Regions from separate parts of the Mus musculus genome. Here regions 1, 2, 3 and 5 are each linked to region 4. A link is a contact called in public Micro-C and promoter capture Hi-C data. All regions are on one chromosome and are shown on one strand. Each heading gives the region's core, a stretch centred on a gene start, on an enhancer-like site or on the middle of the called end of the contact. The rest is flanking DNA. Distances are from core to core; before and after follow the strand shown. Region 1 holds the start of Hoxb2 (homeobox B2). Region 2 holds the start of Hoxb13 (homeobox B13). Region 3 holds the start of Hoxb7 (homeobox B7). Region 4 holds the start of Cbx4 (chromobox 4). Region 5 holds the start of Hoxb5 (homeobox B5).

Region 1 (3,640 bases), core at 503-3,002, about 23 Mb before region 4:
AGTTTCCCAAGAGCCTGCCTCTTTCTGTCCTTGCAACCACCACCTCCAGGTTTCCCTCCTTCCCCCCCCCTCCCGCTTCCCGGCAAACTTCTCTGCCTTTTTCTTTTCTTTCTTTCTTTAAATACTCACCACCACCCACGCGGACGTTACACTGACAGAAAGTTTCTAGTTCCAGCTCTCCGCTGAGTTGCCATTTCTCTGCTAAGCAGCCTTCTCCTCTAGGCTAGGCGACAGAGAGCGAGGAGGGGGAGGGGAGGCCAGAGCCGTGGGAGTTCTCCGGGGCAAACTTTCCACCCAAGTTAGCGCCTTCCCTCTGTCCCCATTTCCCATCTGTTTCCTAGATCTCCCAGAATCACCTTTCTCTTTGGCTCCCCCCTCCCTCAGGCCTTTTTAAGGGATATGCAATTTAGGTTGTTCCCTCTGCTTTCCCAAAGAGCCAAATTCTTTGATGCAATCGGAGGGAGCTGTCAGGGGGCTAAGATTGATCGCCTCATCTCCTCTTGGTCCCTCTGACCCACTTATTTAAAAATCTTCCCCCAGCCGACTTTTCATTTTCAGCTTTGAGGCCTAGTTTCCCACCAATTTGCTTGTGGCTCTGAGGTTTTTTTGTTTTTGGTTTTTTTTTTTTTTTTTTTTTTTTTTGTTGTTTTTTGCCTCCTTCCTCTAGTAAATCACAATATTCTAAAATTGAGCCCATCATAGGTGCCTCACCATAGAATACATTACATTTTTTTTTCTCTCTGGAGGCCCAAAGCAGAATATAATCTCAGTGGTGGTCATTATCCCCAGCCCCCTCTCCCCCACCATCTTTAGGAAATGTTTTCTTACCAGGGATTTTAAAAGTAGCCCAAAGGCAAATACAGAGGGGGAAATCCCTTTGTCCAGAGGGCGACTGTGCACTGACTTTAGCTTTGAAAGTTAAGTGGATGGCTACTTTGGTGCCCTGGATAGAGACACAGATACACCTGGGGGCCTGTGAATACATCTGTCACCTTAGACCTTCTTAGACCCTCCTATTGCCAGGGTTGGGGTGTCACAGTGTGAGTACAGATGACCCCAACAGGAAGGCAAGTGGACATAAGAAACTGCTTGTAAATTCTGAGCAGAGACTAGAATCCAGGGCACATAGCAAGGGAGGTAGGCCCATGTCCCAAAGTGCTCCTGGAATCTATGTCCCTGCTGCGTGCCAGCTCTGTGCATTTCTTAAGTGTGAACTACTGCTTTCTGAGGGTGGGTGGGCTGCCGCTGCTGCTGGTGTTTAGTGCTGTCCTTTATCCATCTCCTTTCTGATTTCCCCCAAGGTATGGAAGCCTCTTTCTACTCCCACTTCCCCCTAAATGAGATTTTTTTTTCTTTTCTTTTGGGGGCTGAGGTGGTGGTAGGGTAAGAGGCTACTGAGGGCCACATAAAGAAAGCATATTAACTCACTCCATTTCTCCCTTAAATGTGGTTGTTTGCCACCACCACACAGTCTCTGAAGGGAAGGAAGAGGTTCTTTTGGCTTTTCTGGGAAAAGAGAGCCATTAGGGAGAGTGTAGGGTACTGATGAAGGAACAGGGGTAGAGGAGGAAGCCTCATGGTATCCAGGTCGTGGTCCTCTGGAGTTTTTGAATCAATTAAAGCAAATAATGCCTGTGTTTTCCACTAGGCCTAGACTAGCGATTGGCGGAGACCGGTCCCGTGACCATGAATTCCCTGCAATTTCGGCGGAGTCCTGGGTTTAATAGAGAGAGTCCCCATACGCTTGTATTTATCAGCAATATACAATTATAAAGGCCTAAATTTAAAAAAAAAAGAGAGAGAGCGAAATCTCCCCCCCCCCGCGAAATTGCTCCATTGCATAAACCTGGGGGGGGCGGGAGAGGGGGGTCCCTCTGATTCTCCCTCCTGACGCCCCCCCCAGCAGGCCCCCTCCCCCACCATTGAAAGCCATGAATTTTGAATTTGAGAGGGAGATTGGGTTTATAAACAGCCAGCCATCGCTCGCCGAGTGTCTGACTTCCTTCCCCGCTGTCTTGGAGACATTTCAAACTTCATCAATCAAGGAGTCGACATTAATTCCTCCTCCTCCTCCTCTGGAGCAAACCTTCCCCAGCCTCCAGCTCGGCGCCTCCACCCTTCAGAGACCAGGGAGCCAAAAGCAAGCCGGAGATGGGCCTGCTCTGCGGTCACCGCCGCCACTCCCCGTTGCCCCCCCAGCCCCCGAGTTCCCCTGGATGAAAGAGAAGAAATCCACCAAGAAACCCAGCCAATCCGCCGCATCCCCTTCTCCAGCCGCCTCCTCGGTCCGGGCCTCCGAGGTCGGATCACCATCAGGTGGGTAAACGTATTAGGGGCGGGGTGAGGGGCAGTTGGAAGAGAAGGGGAGAATGTGAGGTGATGGGGCTCCTGGTGGGGTTCCCTAGGTCGACGGATCTGGGGCGAGGGAAGCAGAGTATCCCGCTGGGGTTCAGGCCTAGCCACTGTTAGCTTCCCCACCCCCAGAAAATTTTGGAAGCTGATTGAGGGTGGGGAGGATGCTTTTTTTTTTTTTTTTTTTTTAAATGTGCTTAGAAAAAAATGATTCGATTGAAGGGTTTCCCCGGTTTCTGTGTAGAGGAATGAAGCGTGTCTGGGATTGAATCTGGAGCCTGGAAAAGATGCGATGCCTCTAGCTCTCCTAAAGCTAGGGAAGAAGAGGGAATTCAAAAGCTAGGAAGGAAAGGGGTGAAGAACAATCTATGATCCCTCTCTCCCCAGGTTGAGTTGGAAAGTTCTGAATTGAGGGGTCCATTGGGAGGACTTGGGGGAGGGAGACTCTGAGGTCCTGGGAGCTAAGAGAAATTGCTCCCCGCCCCCTACGTGGCCCGTGGGCGGCTCTGAAGGCACCGACTTGACCCGGGCCGGGTCTGCCTACGTGGAAGAGCACTAAAAAAAACCCCAAAGACACAGAAAGAAGCGCTGTGGGGGTGGGGTGGGAGCCCGAGTAGGACTGCTGAGAGTCTTTTAAGCCAAAGGGGTGCTCCCGATCTCAGCTAAACGGAGGCTGCGTTGAGACCTCTCTGATAACATAGGGGTGCTTCCCTCGCAGATGGCCCCGGATTGCCAGAATGCGGCGGCAGCGGCTCCCGCAGACTGCGCACGGCCTACACCAACACGCAACTGCTGGAGCTGGAGAAGGAGTTCCACTTCAATAAGTACCTGTGCCGGCCGCGTCGCGTCGAGATCGCTGCCTTGCTGGACCTCACCGAAAGGCAGGTCAAAGTCTGGTTCCAGAACCGACGCATGAAACACAAGCGGCAGACGCAGCATCGAGAGCCGCCCGAGGGAGAACCAGGCGGGCCGAGCGCCCAGGACGACGCGGGAGAGCCAGCCGAGGAACCCACGGTCAGCCCGGGCGACGTCGCGACTCACCGGCTGCGGGAAGCCTGCTTCCACCCCGCCGAGGCCGCGCAGGGACCCCGGGGCGCACCGCCGTCAGCGCTGCCTGCCACCACCCTGGAGAGTGTGGGCGCATCGAGCCCCGGCTGCACAATGCTCAGAGCCGGAGGCCGGCAGAGCGAGCCCCTACCCGAAGACGCCTGCCCCGAGCGGCAGGATTCGCCTTTTCTACCGGACCTCAATTTCTTCGCTGCAGACTCCTGTCTCCAGATGTCCGGAG
Region 2 (4,026 bases), core at 802-3,301, about 23 Mb before region 4:
TTTTTTAAAAAAGTAAAGGCCACTCATGCTGTATCAGCATTAATAAACTTACACACATCTTTCCTCCCCACCAAAGACAGGGTTTCTCTGTGCAGCCCTGGCTGTCCTGAAACTCTGTCTGTAGAGCAAGCTAGGTCTGAAAAGGCCTGCCTCTGCCTCCCTGGTGCTGGAATCAAAGGTGAATGCCACTGTATCTCTACATCCCAGCATACAGGCATCTGTGTCTACAGAAACCTAAGAACTGGGAAGTTCGAAATCTTTAGGGGGGAAATCCTGGTGTTTCTGCCCTTCATGATTGGGTGAACAACAACCTGGATTGGGCTTTGGGAAGCAGTGAACAGACACCTTCCTCTTTTTTCCTTTCTCTATGTTTTCAAATGTGATAAAAATCAGAGGGGATGTTTGTGCTTCATGTCAGTTATTAACAATGTCTGTTGGGAGTGATACACAGTATACTACAGGCCTCCATTCTGGCTTTCATAGGCCCTTTCCCACAAAGTGACTCAAGTTCAAGTTTAGGCTTTGGCTGAGCCGGACTCAGCTCAAGGGGTTCGATTCTTTATTACAAACAAACTCTTGATGTAGAATAGAAAAGTTCAAATTTTCTGCCGGGGTGAGGGGAAACCTGAGAGAAAACTAGAAGACACAAAGGGATTTCATGTGAAAGTGATACAGGAAAGAAACAAAAAACAAAAAACAAACCAACTTTAAGGGCAGATTTGTGAAACAAGCCATTTGAATCTACAGCACAATAGGCCCCAACAGAGGGCCTCGGACAATTCTAGCAGTTGGGGTAGTTCACTCTCTCTCTCCTCCTCTTTAACTTCCAAGGAAATTTAAAGAGGCAGCTAGGGGGTCCTGAGCTTTCTAGTCCCTCAGTCCTGTGGAAGTGTGCTGGGGCCAGGGTTCGGTTCCTGGACTTTCCGGCCTAGAGAGCGGCACCAAAGAGCAGAAAGGCCCCCACACAGACCAAGCTCCTGCAATCTTGGGACCCAGGATCCCCACAGGTGGGGATGGCCACGAAACCAGCCTTGGCTCCCCCAGACTGCAGATTCCAGAAAAAGGGATACAATCTTGACCCCCCCTTCCCATTTGTGATGTTTCAACCTCTCCCTCTCTCCCTCTCCCTTTTTTCCTCTCTTCCTTTCTCCTCCCTCTCTGCCTACCCCCCCCCCCCCCGCCAGCCTTCCTTTTCCACACCGAGTCTATTCCTTCAAGTAAAGCCCCTGTACGCCTGTGTCTCTTGGTCTCTTTCTCCACCCTTAAACGGAAATCCAGACCCCCTTCCCAGACATTGGCTCTATTTCCCCTTCAGATCCGGACACTGCGTTCCCTGAGCCAAGCACTGCACGTTTTCAACGTTCCTTCGTGTCCCCCGCCCCTTGGCTCCGCCTCATCCCCATTGGGGCCTCCGGGCTTTCAGTGTTGTGACTAGGCAGGGTCCTTGGGGGACAGACCTGGAAGGCACTTGCCTGGGCGCAGTGTATTAGGGACAGAAAGGATATCTACAATGAGCTACGGTGGCTAGTACCCAGCCTCCAAGCACAGAGCTCCCTGACGCCTACAGTTCTCATTCCCATCTCAGAAGCATTCCCGGGTTCTCCTTTGAGGCAGCCCGAAGTGGCCTCCCAGCCCTTCCCCCGACTCCCCTCATCCCCAGGAGATGGACACTTTATTGGGAGAGCTTTTTATTCTCTCGTTAAACCTGCCAAAGCGCAGAAGACTGGGAGCCAGGAAGAGAGAGAGAGAGAGAGAGAGAGAGAGAGAGCGCAGGCAGAGACCCGAGACAGCAGGCAGAAGCAGAGACACATATAGAGACAGAGACACAGAACACATACAGATAAAGACAGAGACACACATACAAAAAGAAAAAGAGACAGGCGGAGAGGAAGAGAAGGGAAGAGAGGAGGCGGAGCCGGGCTCCCCGTCCCTTCTCCCCCTGCAATTTCTGCGGGAGGATTTTATGAGCCTCTCTCCCCCAGGCCACAGCCAATCAGCGCTCATGCCCGGGCTCTTGCGTCTCTTGCGTCAAGACGGCCCAGCCAGGCGAATGCAGGCGCCGTTCGAGCTGGGAGCGATTTAAAACGCTTAGGATTCCCTGGGCCTGGGTGGGGAGAGACAGCTTGCTGCCCCCTAGAACCCTCACCCTCGGCTCCCCATGAGCCGATCATTGGCTCCATGGAGCCCGGCAATTATGCCACCTTGGACGGGGCCAAGGATATCGAAGGCTTGCTGGGAGCTGGAGGGGGTCGGAATCTAGTCTCCCACTCCTCCCCACTGGCTAGCCATCCCGCGGCTCCAACGCTGATGCCAACTGTCAACTATGCCCCCCTGGATCTGCCAGGCTCTGCAGAGCCACCAAAGCAGTGCCACCCTTGTCCTGGGGTGCCTCAGGGGGCATCTCCAGCTCCTGTGCCTTATGGCTACTTTGGAGGCGGGTACTACTCTTGCCGAGTATCCAGGAGCTCCCTGAAACCCTGTGCCCAGACGGCCGCCCTGGCTACCTACCCTTCGGAAACTCCTGCACCTGGGGAGGAGTATCCCAGCCGTCCCACCGAGTTTGCCTTCTATCCGGGCTACCCGGGACCATACCAGCCTATGGCCAGTTACCTGGATGTGTCTGTGGTGCAGACCCTGGGAGCCCCCGGAGAGCCTCGCCACGATTCTCTGCTTCCCGTGGACAGTTACCAGCCCTGGGCCCTGGCCGGTGGCTGGAACAGCCAGATGTGTTGCCAAGGTGAACAGAACCCACCAGGTCCATTCTGGAAAGCAGCGTTTGCAGGTAAGTTCTACTCTGGCTCCCCTTGGCTCAGCATGGGCTACGCTGGCACTTGCTGGGAAGGAGGAAGAGGAGAGGAAGGGAAACTTCGGGCTGATGAGGAGGGGCCTAGGGTTCCTGGGTTATTTACTAGGACTGTGAGGGAGGGTCCAGGCAACAAGAGGGCCTCAGAGGGTCAGAATAAGGGGCCTCAGCAGGGTGCTAGCCTTCCTGACTTCTCCAGGAGGCTCTAGGACCAGTCTTTGAATATGTCGGGAGAACCTTGGATCTCTGCTGTTGATTGGGGGCAAAGAGTCCCTACCCAGCACAATCCCAGACTAATTCTGCCCAAAGGCCAAATGACATAATCCAGTGGTCTCGAGAGTGGCATTGAGAGGTGGGATCGGAGATATTGGGTGTTTCCTCGAGAATATAACCCTTTCCTTTTTTTAGGTCAATTTCGAAAGGAAAATTTAGGTTTTCTTTGACTGAGGGTGTATTGAAGGGTGTGTTCGTGAGTGTGCGTGTAAGTGTGTGTGCATGGTGTTTGTGTGTGTATGTGTGTGTTGGGTAGGGAACAGAACCCTGTTTTCTCATGTACATAATTTGCCAGTTTGGAGGAGTGGCTGAATCCGAACACGCATGTGAAAGTGGATTGTGTGATTGTGGACAAAAACCTGACAGGGTGGGTGTGTTTGCAGACTCCTGGTGTGAGGTCAGTGATGGTGGGGGTGGCCAGTAGGAGCAGAGGCTGAGTGAGTGGCTATCAGAGAATCAGGCAGAATCTAGGGCTGTGTGCTTTGAGGGAGCCGGGCCCACACATAGGATGATCAGGAAGCGCCTGCAGGATGACGTAGCCCTGAGGCGTGCAGGGCCTGGGTCTGCGCTTGATCTTGCGCTAGAGAGGGGACTAAGATGCCTTTTCTTCCCTCTCTTTTTCCACCACACAGAGCCCAGTGTCCAGCACCCTCCTCCCGACGGCTGTGCCTTCCGCCGAGGCCGCAAAAAACGCATTCCCTATAGCAAGGGGCAGTTGCGGGAGTTGGAGCGGGAGTATGCAGCCAACAAGTTTATCACTAAGGACAAGAGGCGCAAGATCTCGGCAGCCACCAGCCTCTCTGAACGCCAGATTACCATCTGGTTTCAGAACCGCCGGGTCAAGGAGAAGAAGGTTCTTGCCAAGGTCAAGACCAGCACTACCCCGTGAGCACCAGAGGGGATGGGCAGGGGAAGAGGGCTTGTCCTGGAGAACTGGGAGCCTGCCAGGG
Region 3 (3,763 bases), core at 545-3,044, about 23 Mb before region 4:
TTGTAATGACCGAGGTACCGATTTCTGCTAAGTTTTCCCAACAACATGAAACTGCCTATTCACGCCGTAATTCTTTCTGTCTCCCGCTCACTTTCTCTCTTTCTCTCGCTCTCTTTCTCTCACCGCGTCCCCATCTTTCCTCGCAACCCCCTCTCCCCGCTGCCCTCCCTAGCTGGCTTTCTCTCTTGCTTCTCTCTTTTCCTCCTGTCCCCCCACCCCCACCCCCTTTGGTTTGACAATTTTGTCTTAAGTGTTTCTCAAAAGAGATTACTTTAGTTAGCATGCGCGCTGTGAGCATTGTTAAAAGTGTTCTTAGGTTTACTGTGAAGAGAATGTATCCTGTATCTGTGAATTGCTTTATGGGGGGGAGGGAGGGCTAATTATATATTTTGTTGTTCCTCTATACTTTGTTCTGTTGTCTGCGCCTGAAAAGGGCGGAAGAGTTACAATAAAGTTTACAAGCGAGAACCCGAGACTGGCCCGGGCCGCCGCTCCTCATTCGCTCCTAGGCGCCTTGCAGGGCTGGGGGTGGGGGGGAGCTGGTCAGCAGGCTCCTGGGCTGGCCTAGGCTAGGTCGCTGAGAGGAGGGGGCGGGGGCGGGGGCTGGAAGCAGGTGGTGCGAGTCCCTGGGCCCAGGGGCGCAGGGGGTGAGGGAGGCGGCTGAACGTGATTGGAGGAGAGAGGATCGAGGGAGGGGAGCCAAGAGAAACCCCCTCCCCTTGCATTCTGAGGCTGAAGGACCAGGGAGACTCCAGCGCCCAGGCCGCTCTTGGGAAGAGATCTACCCAGGCTGGTGGCTAGTGTCCCCCGCCGCTTTTCTCTTTGTTTCCGTGTGTGTGTGTGTGTGTGTGTGTGTGTGTGTGTGTGTGTGTGTGTGTTTGGGGGGGGGGGTACGGGGGGGTGAGAAAGATGCAGCGCAAGACTTCTGAGTTTCTATTTCCATTTTTTCCTTGGACTCAGGTTGGGGAAACAGGAGCAGAGGGAAGCGGTTCCTCCCTACCTCCCCTCTCTGGGACGTCGTCACTTTCTCCCAGTTTCTAGGCCTCGGCTTGCCGCAGCCTTCCTTCCTTCGTTGCTTCTGCCTTCCTGGCAGCCACGCTCCAGTGAGTGAGGCATCCGCCTTCCGGAACCGGGAAAGCAGCGAGCCGGACCCAAGCCTCCTTCCTCCCTTCCTTTTTCTCCCAGCCCCCATTCCATTCTTTTTAAATTTTGTATATCTTTTTATTGTCATCAGAAATCTCAGCGTCCAACGCCTTATTGGGTTGGATCTCTGCCTTAGGGACGCCTTGGTCACATCTAGTTACTACAACTGGGGCACTAAGACAACCGGGAGGCCAGGCTCGCCTCCTCTTGGGAGAAGAGCAGCAGCTCGGATGAATTAACCCAAATTAATAAATATTCGGCCAGCACCCACCCACCAAGTTGCGAACATTCAATCCCTGCGTCTCTCTCGCTCTGTAACCGGCTGGGGGAAATGGGTGGGGGATGACAACACGGTTCCCTCAGAGGTTATTTATTTTCTCTTCCACTCAATTCCTTCTTCCCCAAATCTCGCCTGCAAGCTGCCTCCAGCCCGCGGGGGTCGACAGCGGCCCTTAAGCCCCCAGCCCCAATCCGCAGAGCTCGGCCTTCCCATTCATTATTGATCATATTTTATAAATCCAACGCCACACAATTTTTTCCACATTACTGGGAGCCTCCGGGAGGCCGTCATACCATTGGCCGAGGGGATATCACGTGGGCCGGGGTCACGTGGTCAGAAGAGGAAAAAGGGGGTCCTTTTGGTGTAAATCTGGACTCTAATTCTGTAATATATCAAGGAATCTCGTAAAACCGACACTAAAACGTCCCCGACTACAAATCATCCGGCCAAATTATGAGTTCATTGTATTATGCGAATGCTTTATTTTCTAAATATCCAGCCGCAAGTTCGGTTTTCGCTCCAGGAGCCTTCCCCGAACAAACTTCTTGCGCCTTTGCTTCCAACCCCCAGCGCCCGGGCTATGGAGCAGGTCCGGGCGCTCCTTTCTCCGCCTCGGTGCAGGGTCTGTACTCCGGCGGGGGGGCCATGGCGGGCCAGAGCGCGGCTGGCGTCTATGCGGCCGGCTACGGGCTCGAACCGAGTTCCTTCAACATGCACTGCGCGCCCTTTGAGCAGAACCTCTCCGGGGTGTGTCCGGGCGACCCCGCCAAGGCGGCTGGCGCCAAGGAGCAGAGGGACTCGGACTTGGCGGCCGAGAGTAACTTCCGGATCTACCCCTGGATGCGAAGCTCAGGTAAAGCCGCGCTCTGAGCGGTCCCGAGCCGCAGTGTCCGGGCCACGGTCCCCAGAAGGGCTCCCTTCCGGCCAGGGCACCCTTCTCTGTGTCCAGGTTATTCCCGGCTGCAGATCGGCCATTGCCACGCCGTTTAAGTCTGGGCTGGGACCACGCGCGCCACCCCCACTCCCAGTTTTGCTCAGTGCTCTCAGGCCCTAGCGGATCTCTTTTTGCCGACGCCACAGAGCTCAAAGCCCCCAGCCCGCCCCCAACCCTTCCTCCCGGCCTTTTAGCTTTAAATATTTATCAGCAGCGCCGGCACGGGCTGGAGACGAGGCCGTTTGTCTTGCCTAGAAAGGCTGGGGTTTGCAGAGAATAGCCATTAGGGTCTTTCTCTTCTCTCTCCCCCCTTCCCTGCCTGAGAGCTCAGTTCTGGGTGTGTCCCCCCAGCCCTAGCTTGGGCAAGATATGGAGGAGGGGGCCATGGCGCTAAGCGATTCTCCCCTCCCCCTTCCTTTCTAGCCAACCCCGCTCCCCCATTATTCCCATCAGGACAATTAGAGGTGGGCTCTAGAGGCCTGGTGGGATGGGGGAGAGGAAACAGAAGAGATGAGGACCCAGACAGGGACACAGAGTCAAAGAGTGGTGAAGGAGTTAGTCTGAGACCCAGAGCGATGAGTCTACTGACCCCCACCTCCTGATGGACTTAGAAGGCCCGTCAGCTCCCCAGGAGAGCATAGGTTGTTTGTTATTTTTTTTTTCCAGGTGTCTTTCCAAGGGCTCTGTGGGCCCCTGAGGAACAGCCAAGTTTGGTGGTATCACTCCAGAAAGATGACTCTCCTCTTGGGGAGGGCTAGGACTCTTCAGAACCAAATCAAGATTTAGGGAGTGCACGATGCTTTAAGAACCATAGGTTTTCTTCCCTCAGGTCTCCTTCACAGCTTCCTCGCACACCTTTTACATTTCCCCGAGGCAGGTGGGCTTGGGAGCCAACTCCAAGGCTCAGAAGACCCAACCGGGCCAGAGACTCCTATACTCATGGGCTTGGGGGCCACGAGGAAACCATTTCTTGACTATTGTTCTTCACGGTTCCTGTTACCTACCCTGTAATTGAACTGACCTTCCAGTTGGTTTATCAAAGTCCCTCCCCCCCCCCACCTCGTAAATATTTCAGCTTGGCTTATAGCTGACTTGAAATTAAGGTCCTTAGCCTCTCTCCCCTCTCCTGTCTCCTTCCCAAGAGGGCGGATACCAGCATCTCCCCAGTCTCCTTGGGGTTCTGAGCCTATGCTGGGAGTTCTCAGATACCCTTTTGCCCCACCATAGGAATCTTCACCTTGCTCTCTCTCGTAGACTCTGGTCATTCTTTTCTTCCTTGCAGTCCTGGAGGCCCAAATATTGCTTCAGACAAGTAGGTTTCATGTGCAGGAAGGCAGGCAGTAGTCAGACCTTGCTTGATACTTACTGGGAAGGAATCATCAGAGCCAAGTTCTGTCAGTCTACTA
Region 4 (3,932 bases), core at 413-2,912:
GCGATCAGCAGCCGGGGATCCAAGATGTTCTCCTCTGGTTCCCACGTGTTATATCTTGCAAGTGAAAAAGGAACGGGGCGGGGAGGGGGGGCAGAGTGTAAGAAAAAAAAAAGGCCAGGTTGGGAATGACATAAGGCCCTATGTGGCTTCCTGAATCAAAGGCTATGGATGTGGAGGGTAGACAGTAGGTTTCTTAAGGCTTAACATGGCCCTTGATTACCCCCCAAGTTAAAATACACACACAAGGGCAGGAGGAAAGGAGGGGGTGAAGAAAACGAAACTAGCAGTTTATTTTGCAGTCGTCAAGAATTTTAAGCATGTTACTGTGACGTGTTCCAAGGCCACTTTCCTCTCCAGAAACCCTCCGTGCAAAGCAGCCCAAAAGCAAAGTCGCAGTCCCCCTCCCTATCCCCAGCCCAAGTCTCCAGTAGGGCTTCAGCTGGTCTGCATTGGACCCCTAATCCGGTAACTCACAGCTCAGCGCCCCCCTCAAGGCCCAGGAGACCGCTGTCACTGGCAAGCAAACCCCAAATACTCAGCAGTACAAAAATATGCCTCTCTTTCCCTCTCCCTCTCCCTCTCCGAGTGTGTGTGTGTGTGTGTGTGTGTGTGTGTGTGTGCCTGCGCCTGTCTCCATCCGGTGCCTTCGCATTTCAAATTAAAAAAAAAATTCCCCATCGAAAGAGCTGCAGTGACAGTTCCCAACATTTTCTGTCTTTTTTCTTCCCTACCCTGCACCACCAGGAGGGAGGACGCATACAATTGCATTTTCGTCGCTTTTAAAAAAAATTTTTTTTTTTTTTTTTGGTTTTGCAATATGGAGCCGTTCGGTGGAGGGAAAGGGGAAAGGAGCCATTTTCTGCTGCACATCAGTCAGTGCCTGCGCCCTCCCTCCCTCCGCCGGCCTCCCGGGCTCGGCCCCGCGTCTCTCCAGCTCCTCCGGCTCCTTTTAGCGCATAAATTAGTGATGGCATTTCCCGGAGAGCGGAGCACAACACAGGGCGCCCGGCTCGGGCTCGGCTGCTCCGCTTCCCAGTGCCTGCCACCGACTTCCCCACCCCCTCCTCTCTCCACCCCACCTCCACCCCGCCTCCCGTCCGCTCCCCCACCACCCCACCAGCTCCACGGGTCTGCTGGCCAGGGCGCTTGGTGCCGAGGCACCCGGCCCCCGCCGCCACTTACTTGGGGGACCAGCCTCTCCATTTCACCAGATACTCCACTCTGCCCTGTAGGGGGGGAAGAGACAGCACTCCATCAGCTTCCGCGGGATCCCCGGCTCCGGCCCGCAGCCTCCCCACCCCCTCCGCGCCTCTCGCTCGCTGCTCCCGCCGCCGCTCCCGCGCCTCGGCGCCGCCACCCGCGCGCCACCCCTACCTTGCGTATCCGCTTCTTTTCGATGCTCTCCACCGCGAAGACGTGCTCGCCAACAGCTGGCAGCTCCATGGCCGAACCCGAGCGCTCAGGGGCGCAAGCGGCCGGCGCGGCTGCAGACACAGCTAGCTCCCGCCGGCGCCCCGATACGATCCTGCGCGTGGACCTCGCCACGCGCCCGGCCCCCGCCGCCGCCACTCGCCCCTCAACAGCCTGGCCGCCGCCGCCGCCGCCGCTGCCTGCACCCGCCGGCTCTCAGCTCGCGCTCGCTCGCTCGCTCGCTCGCTCAGACAACTGAGCCCGGGCCGCCGCGGCACGAGAACTCATGCAAATCCCGGACGTCAGCGGGCGGGGCCTCGCAGGGCCCAGCTCGGCGTCAGGAGGCGGGACGCGCCTCGGATTGGCGCAGCCCGGCCTACCCGAGGCCCCCGGTCTGGGCAGCAGGGAAGGAGGAGGGCGCGGGAGGAGGCTGGGGAGGAGGAGGGCGCGGGGAGGTGCAGGGGAGGGATCTGAGAGCCGGGAAAGTGAGCTGGGGCCGCGGAATAGAGGTGTCTCTGCCTAGGCGGCCAGGGTGGGCACCTCGACCGGGCCCACTCTGATCCGCAGCCGGACACTTGGGACTCTCCCGTCCCCACCCTCGGCCTCTGTTTCTGCTTGTGCAAGGCCCGGGGATCCCTGCTGGGGGCCACGGAAGCACCCGCTGCACTTTACAGTTGCTCCCAACTACATCTGTCCAGCAGAGCTCTGGAAGCACAGGGGACTTTCCGGCAGGGGGCGGAATGGAGGCGGGGGCAGTTCAGGACCCCACCCTCGGTGCCCACCGCCCCGCCCCGCCAGTCTCTGGGCATTTAGGCCGCGAGGTGGGGAGAGAAAGAGCCAGAAGACTGAGGACTTGGACAAGTGGAGGAGCACGGAGAGGCGAAGACAGGGACAAAGAAACAGCTGGCCACGGGGCATTTAGCACTCAAGAACCTCAGCAGAAAGGGGCTCTGAATCCGATGCCACCCAAGATTCTGAACGGCTTCTAATTTACACTTGGTTCACTCATTCGCGGGGAAGGGGCAGTTTCTAAGCAAGGCCTCTTGCTTAGTCTGAGATGCTGGGAGAAGAGAGAGAGAGAGAGAGAGAGAGCGAGAGAGAGAGAGGGGGAGAGAGAGAGAGAGAGAGAGAGAGAGAGAGAGAGAGAGAGAGAGAATGAATATGGGGGTGAATGAGTCTGGGGGGTCCAAGGGGACTTCGTGGGGCTTCATGGAAGAGCCTCAAAAGTAAGAGTGGGGAGGACCAAGTAGATGTTGAGGCGGAGGGTTGGTGGATGAGTGGACTGCGAGAAGGGGAGGGGAAATGGCCAAGGAGCCACAGTGTCTTCCTGAATTCCCGTCCTCTGGTCTCTGACAGCCAAGCCCTGCTGACGCGGCCTTTGGAGCCCTGGAGTGTGAAGTTTAGCACCTCGGAGCCGGCCAGCCCCGCACGTTCAGGGGTATTCAGCGCCAGCGTCCGGCTGGGGGAGCTGCTGCGCCAGACGCGGCCTTCCGAGGGCGCCACAGTGGGCCTGGGAGATCCGTGGGGTCGCAGTGGGTAGACTTGACAGAGAACATGCCATTCTAAGTGGGAGGGTAAGGGTGTGCCTTGCCTGTGGTGCGTCCGGGGCCCCAGCTCAGGGCTCCTGAAGAACGTGGAGCAGGAAGCTTGCGCAATCCCTTGGCTGAGCGTCCACAGAGACAGAAAAAGCGCAAAAGAGGAGAGTGGGTCGACGGAGGGGGAGGGCAAGGAGACGTCCGAGTCTCTGTCCCTGCTTTTATTGCGTCTCAGGGTGCCTGGTGAGGACTATGTTGTGATGACTTGCGAAGGGCCAGGTGCAGAAGTGAACCCCCAAAAGCCTGCCAGGGCTTGTGTTTTCCCAGGCATCCAGTAAAAGTCTTCAGACGGTTAGTTTGATGTTGCACACACACGCTGACTCCACGCACCTCCACTTTGCAACACTGTGGCTTCCGCTGTTGCTTAGCGGCAGCTCTCTCAGAATTTACTCCTTAGAGTGTTGAGGTGGAAGGGGTCCTCTTCTGGAGACAAGAGAGTACTCAGTGTGCAACGGCTGGTCTCTGACTATCATAAGGCCCAAATCTAAGAGTCTCCAAGGAGGGGAGAATCGCAAGATGGGATGTGGGTGACTACCGTCACCCCAACTCTTGGGGCTGGAGGGGCACTAGAAAAGGGCCACCCCTACTATATTTGGATGTTTTATACACACACACACACACACACACACACACACACACACACACAAACACGGTGCCTAACTGTACTCAAGTTGAGAAACTGTTGTGGGACAGTTCAGTCAAAAAAAGAAGGGTCCTGTAGGTCATGAGGTGACGATCTGCCGTCCAACAGCACCCATTCACCCTCAGCCGCTCAGGTCATCCGGTCATTTAGAAGGTCTGGAGCAACTTTGTGTAGGCCAGTCCCTCAGCCTGGGAAGCTGAGCTTCCCGACAATGCCGGTCTCTTTACTCAAAAATCCCCAGGAAAATCTGTTTACTCTGGGTGTTTCCTGCATTATCCAGAATC
Region 5 (3,839 bases), core at 353-2,852, about 23 Mb before region 4:
TGCCCAGAGCTCTGGAGAGACGGAGCTGGGCGGGTCTAGGCGCTCTGCAGTGTTTTTTTCTGTCCTCTTCGAGCCAAGGGCCCTGGCCTTTGGCCCGCCCACATGGCTGTCTCTGCCGGCCTTGGCCCTCGGATCCCCGGCCTATTGCTCCGGAGACTGAAAAATGAGGCCACTGGGCATCTCTCCACAACTCGTCTACAGGCTCCAGGGTGCCTCTTCTCATATTAAGTAGGAGCTCGGTGGCCAGGAAGAGAATGGGAAGCCGGCAGCAGAAGGCTGCAAGGGCCCGACTTTATCTTGCTCTTTGGAGACCCGAGGGCAGGGGTCCAGGTGATGGCGCCTTTAGTCTCACCTTCTCAACCCAAAATGGCTCATTTTCTCTTTACTGCCACCCACACCCGAGCAGCAAGCTTCAGGCCCCGTTTTCTTTTCTTCCTTCTCCCTCTCCCCCCTCCTTTTTTTATTTTTAAAGAAAATAGCCGTCTGGCAGAAGGGGCCCAGCTGCGGAGATCTCTGGCCGCCCAGCGAGCTCAGCAAGGGGCCGCCGGTCTTCCGAACACCTTCCCAGGGAAGGCGGTAAGGCCATGAGCAAATTCTCCAATTATTGGCCACCAGCAACACAAGGCTTTGGATTTGGTCTCTGAATGAGATAGCTGGCATCTGGCGAGCTTGTTAAAGGGGATCTGTTTAAACCCCAAACTCCCGCAGAAGAGTTACCACCAAACCTTAACCGCTCAGACGGTTGTCTCTCTAGTCTTTGGCCGACCGACCATCTTTCTCTTCTAGGGTCCCTGTTTACCTCGGTTCCTAGGCCTAGGCTAAGGATGAGAGGTCAGAAGGAAAAATCCAAACTTCCCAGGGGCCCAGGAGAACGAAGAGCTTCCCTGCCTTTTCCAGCCTCCCTCCAGCCTAGTCCTGCGGCTCTCTCTCGTGTTGTGGACCCGCCGCTGAAGCCTAGCCAAGAAGCAGACCTGGCTGAGCTAACAAAATTCTTATAATTGTTTTTCACACACAACTTATAATCCTTCCCCCCATTTCCTTACCCAAGTTGGGGACTGGCAAAGCCTAAGGAGGGAAGATCAAGCAACTTCATTTTGATTATATTACCCAGAGTTAAAATAATAATGGTGATGATAATGTCAGAGAGGCCACAAATAGAGGGGATAGCCGCACCCTAACGAAGTAGGCAAAAGACTCAAATCCATCTTCCTAAAGGTTCAAGCCTGTGAGTGAGCTGCGGGCCGGGTTTCTTTCTTGGCTTGGCGGTTGCACAGAGCCAGCAAAGAGGTTGCCGAAGCCGCCATGGCGGCCTGCGGCCCGCGCTCCCGTCAATCGCCGGGAGGTGGCGCGCTCTGCTCAGAGGCCAACGTCAACCTTCTCCCTGTTTTTCCCCCTTCTCACTTTCTCCCCCCCTCTCGGAGGCTCGCATTGAATCGGCCCTAACGATTCTCCGATCGTCATTATTTGTAACCATAGAGCATGAATTACCTCTTGAGGTCATCAGTGAGAATTTACGACTGGTCAACAAAAGCACGTGATTCCCTAACGCCCCCCCATCCCCCTTCTAACCCCCCCCATATTTGGCCGCATACATAGCAAAACGAAGTACAGTGCATCGCTATAATTCATTAATACATCATAAATCGTGAAGCACAGGGTTATAACGACCACGATCCACAAATCAAGCCCTCCAAAATCACCCAAATGAGCTCGTACTTTGTAAACTCCTTCTCGGGGCGTTATCCAAATGGCCCGGACTATCAGTTGCTAAATTATGGCAGTGGCAGCTCTCTGAGCGGCTCTTACAGGGATCCCGCTGCCATGCACACCGGCTCTTACGGCTACAATTACAATGGGATGGATCTCAGCGTCAACCGCTCCTCGGCCTCCTCCAGCCACTTTGGGGCGGTGGGCGAGAGCTCGCGCGCCTTCCCCGCGTCCGCCCAGGAACCCCGCTTCAGGCAGGCGACGTCCAGCTGCTCCCTGTCCTCGCCCGAGTCCCTGCCCTGCACTAACGGCGACAGCCACGGCGCCAAGCCCTCTGCTTCGTCCCCTTCCGACCAGGCGACCCCAGCCAGCTCCAGCGCCAATTTCACCGAAATAGACGAGGCCAGCGCGTCCTCTGAGCCCGAGGAAGCGGCGAGCCAGCTAAGCAGCCCCAGCTTGGCTCGAGCACAGCCAGAGCCCATGGCCACCTCTACGGCCGCGCCCGAGGGGCAGACTCCACAGATATTCCCCTGGATGAGGAAGCTTCACATCAGCCACGGTAATTCTCCATCTCTTTTTTGTCCTCTCCGCATTCCTGCCCTGTGTTGGGGGTGGGGGCGAGCAAAGCTTGGCTTTGCCTCAAATATAGATCCCTTTTTTCTTTTCTTTTTTTCTTTTTCTTTCTTTCTTTTTTTTTGCCATCAAGAGGGAAAAGTGTCAGAAAGGGTCCCCACAGCTCCATAGATAGAGCCAAACAGTGTTGTTTTCTGGGCGTAGGCATTTAAAAAAAAAAAAAAAAGGCCAGTTTGTTGCCACGTTCAGCTTAGGTTTTGTTTACCTAGCCAGTCACCGGCTTTAGGATGAAAGATGGGATTTGTGTATTGTGAGGAAGGGTCCTGATTATTACAGAAATTTTGAGACTGCTGCTAGCAAAGGGGGAATGGGCTATAAACGGAGCTTTCTAGGGCAAAAGTGCAGTGGCTCTCTTCCCTCCCGGGCGAGCTGCCGCCTGAACCCAGCCTAGGGTGAGGCACTGGGAAGGAGCCAGAGACAAAGCCGGGAGCATTCACTACCATCAGAAGTGGGGGCTGCTGGAGAAGGGGGGGTATGAAGAAATAGAGGCTGGATGCAGGCATCTGGGGTGAGGAGGATGGGAGCTGCGGTGAGCTGGGTGCTGGGGACGCCTGGGTCCTGCTCCCCGCCCCCTCCCACTCAGTGCCCCCTCCTTTAACCGGAATAACGTTGCCTCGGGGCTCTCCTCTAACTGCTCTAGATATGACTGGGCCAGACGGAAAAAGGGCCCGGACCGCCTATACTCGCTACCAGACCCTGGAGCTGGAAAAGGAATTCCACTTCAATCGCTACCTGACCCGGCGGCGACGTATCGAGATCGCCCACGCGCTTTGCCTGTCCGAGCGTCAGATCAAAATCTGGTTCCAGAACCGTCGCATGAAGTGGAAGAAAGACAACAAACTGAAAAGTATGAGTCTGGCTACAGCCGGCAGCGCCTTCCAACCTTGAGCCCATCCGGAGGAGCCCTGGGCGGCCCGAGAGCCCGCACCAACCCCAGCTCGACCCTTCCAATCTTCCCTGCACTGCCGCTGCCCGCTGGGGACCAGTTCCCACGAGCCTGTCACACCCCAGTCCTGTGTTACAATTTTTCGTTTGGTCTTAGGTCTTCCCATGGCTCCCTCTCTCCTGGACTGGTTATCTTGTTATTATTGTTAATAATAATTATTATTATTATTTCCCCCTCCGTGCTCCCCACTTCTCTTGGCTCGCCCCCCCCCAAGTTGCCAGTGTTTCTGAATGTCCTCGTGTCTGTGGTTGCGCTCCTTTCCCCAGGAAAAAGAAAAGAAAAAGAAATTCGCATGTTTAATGTGACTTCCCCTCCCCGTCTGTGTTCTAACTTATTTATAAAAGGATGATGGCTGTATTTTGAGTTTCTGCTGGAAACTTCCATAAGGGGCAGCAGTTGAGGTTGGGTAGTGCTGGGCCCAGCTGAGCTGGCCTGGGAAATGGAGCCCACTGTCTGTGTCTCTTTTCTCCCACCTCATCCTTCTTCAGCCCCACCCAGCCCCCACTCCCTAGGCTCAGGTAGCTTGTTCCTTGGGGTGGGAAGGGAGCTAGGG

The links. Promoter capture Hi-C pulls out the DNA fragments that hold promoters and counts their contacts. A called contact is a pair of places that touch in the nucleus more often than the background predicts.
Region 1: a promoter capture Hi-C map of embryonic stem cells shows a contact between it and region 4. The contact joins the promoter of Hoxb2 here to the promoter of Cbx4 in region 4. A contact is called at or near these places in 3 of 39 promoter capture datasets (cranial neural crest and embryonic stem cells), 2 of 484 Hi-C or Micro-C datasets (both in embryonic stem cells), 1 of 115 datasets of contacts at active chromatin or transcription factors (embryonic stem cells) and 1 of 9 other capture datasets (embryonic stem cells).
Region 2: a contact with region 4 is called in a Micro-C map of embryonic stem cells, with 6 times the contacts expected there. The contact joins the promoter of Hoxb13 here to the promoter of Cbx4 in region 4. A contact is called at or near these places in 1 of 39 promoter capture datasets (cranial neural crest) and 1 of 484 Hi-C or Micro-C datasets (embryonic stem cells).
Region 3: a contact with region 4 is called in a promoter capture Hi-C map of embryonic stem cells. The contact joins the promoter of Hoxb7 here to the promoter of Cbx4 in region 4. A contact is called at or near these places in 3 of 39 promoter capture datasets (cranial neural crest and embryonic stem cells) and 1 of 9 other capture datasets (embryonic stem cells).
Region 5: a promoter capture Hi-C map of embryonic stem cells shows a contact between it and region 4. The contact joins the promoter of Hoxb5 here to the promoter of Cbx4 in region 4. A contact is called at or near these places in 2 of 39 promoter capture datasets (both in embryonic stem cells), 1 of 484 Hi-C or Micro-C datasets (embryonic stem cells) and 1 of 9 other capture datasets (embryonic stem cells).

The regions. Positions count from the first base shown.
Region 1 is chr11:96,349,880-96,353,519 of GRCm38.p6, forward strand. Hoxb2 (homeobox B2) reads left to right here and starts at 1,753. Exons shown (of 2, transcript NM_134032.2): 1 at 1,753-2,316; 2 at 3,071-3,640. The coding sequence starts at 1,932. It overlaps Hoxb3os (homeobox B3 and homeobox B2, opposite strand), which reads right to left and starts at 3,515. Exons shown (of 4, transcript NR_155303.1): 1 at 3,181-3,515.
Region 2 is chr11:96,192,265-96,196,290 of GRCm38.p6, forward strand. It overlaps Hoxb13 (homeobox B13), which reads left to right and starts at 2,052. Exons shown (of 2, transcript NM_008267.4): 1 at 2,052-2,782; 2 at 3,709-4,026. The coding sequence starts at 2,179. The coding sequence ends at 3,965.
Region 3 is chr11:96,284,852-96,288,614 of GRCm38.p6, forward strand. It overlaps Hoxb7 (homeobox B7), which reads left to right and starts at 1,795. Exons shown (of 2, transcript NM_010460.2): 1 at 1,795-2,276. The coding sequence starts at 1,877. It overlaps Hoxb8 (homeobox B8), which reads left to right. Exons shown (of 2, transcript NM_010461.2): 2 at 1-474.
Region 4 is chr11:119,084,575-119,088,506 of GRCm38.p6, forward strand. Cbx4 (chromobox 4) reads right to left here and starts at 1,663. Exons shown (of 5, transcript NM_007625.2): 1 at 1,375-1,663; 2 at 1,183-1,226; 3 at 1-54. The coding sequence starts at 1,443.
Region 5 is chr11:96,301,910-96,305,748 of GRCm38.p6, forward strand. It overlaps Hoxb5 (homeobox B5), which reads left to right and starts at 1,603. Exons shown (of 2, transcript NM_008268.2): 1 at 1,603-2,266; 2 at 2,981-3,839. The coding sequence starts at 1,705. The coding sequence ends at 3,228. The region is part of intron 1 of Hoxb5os (homeobox B5 and homeobox B6, opposite strand); the gene reads right to left.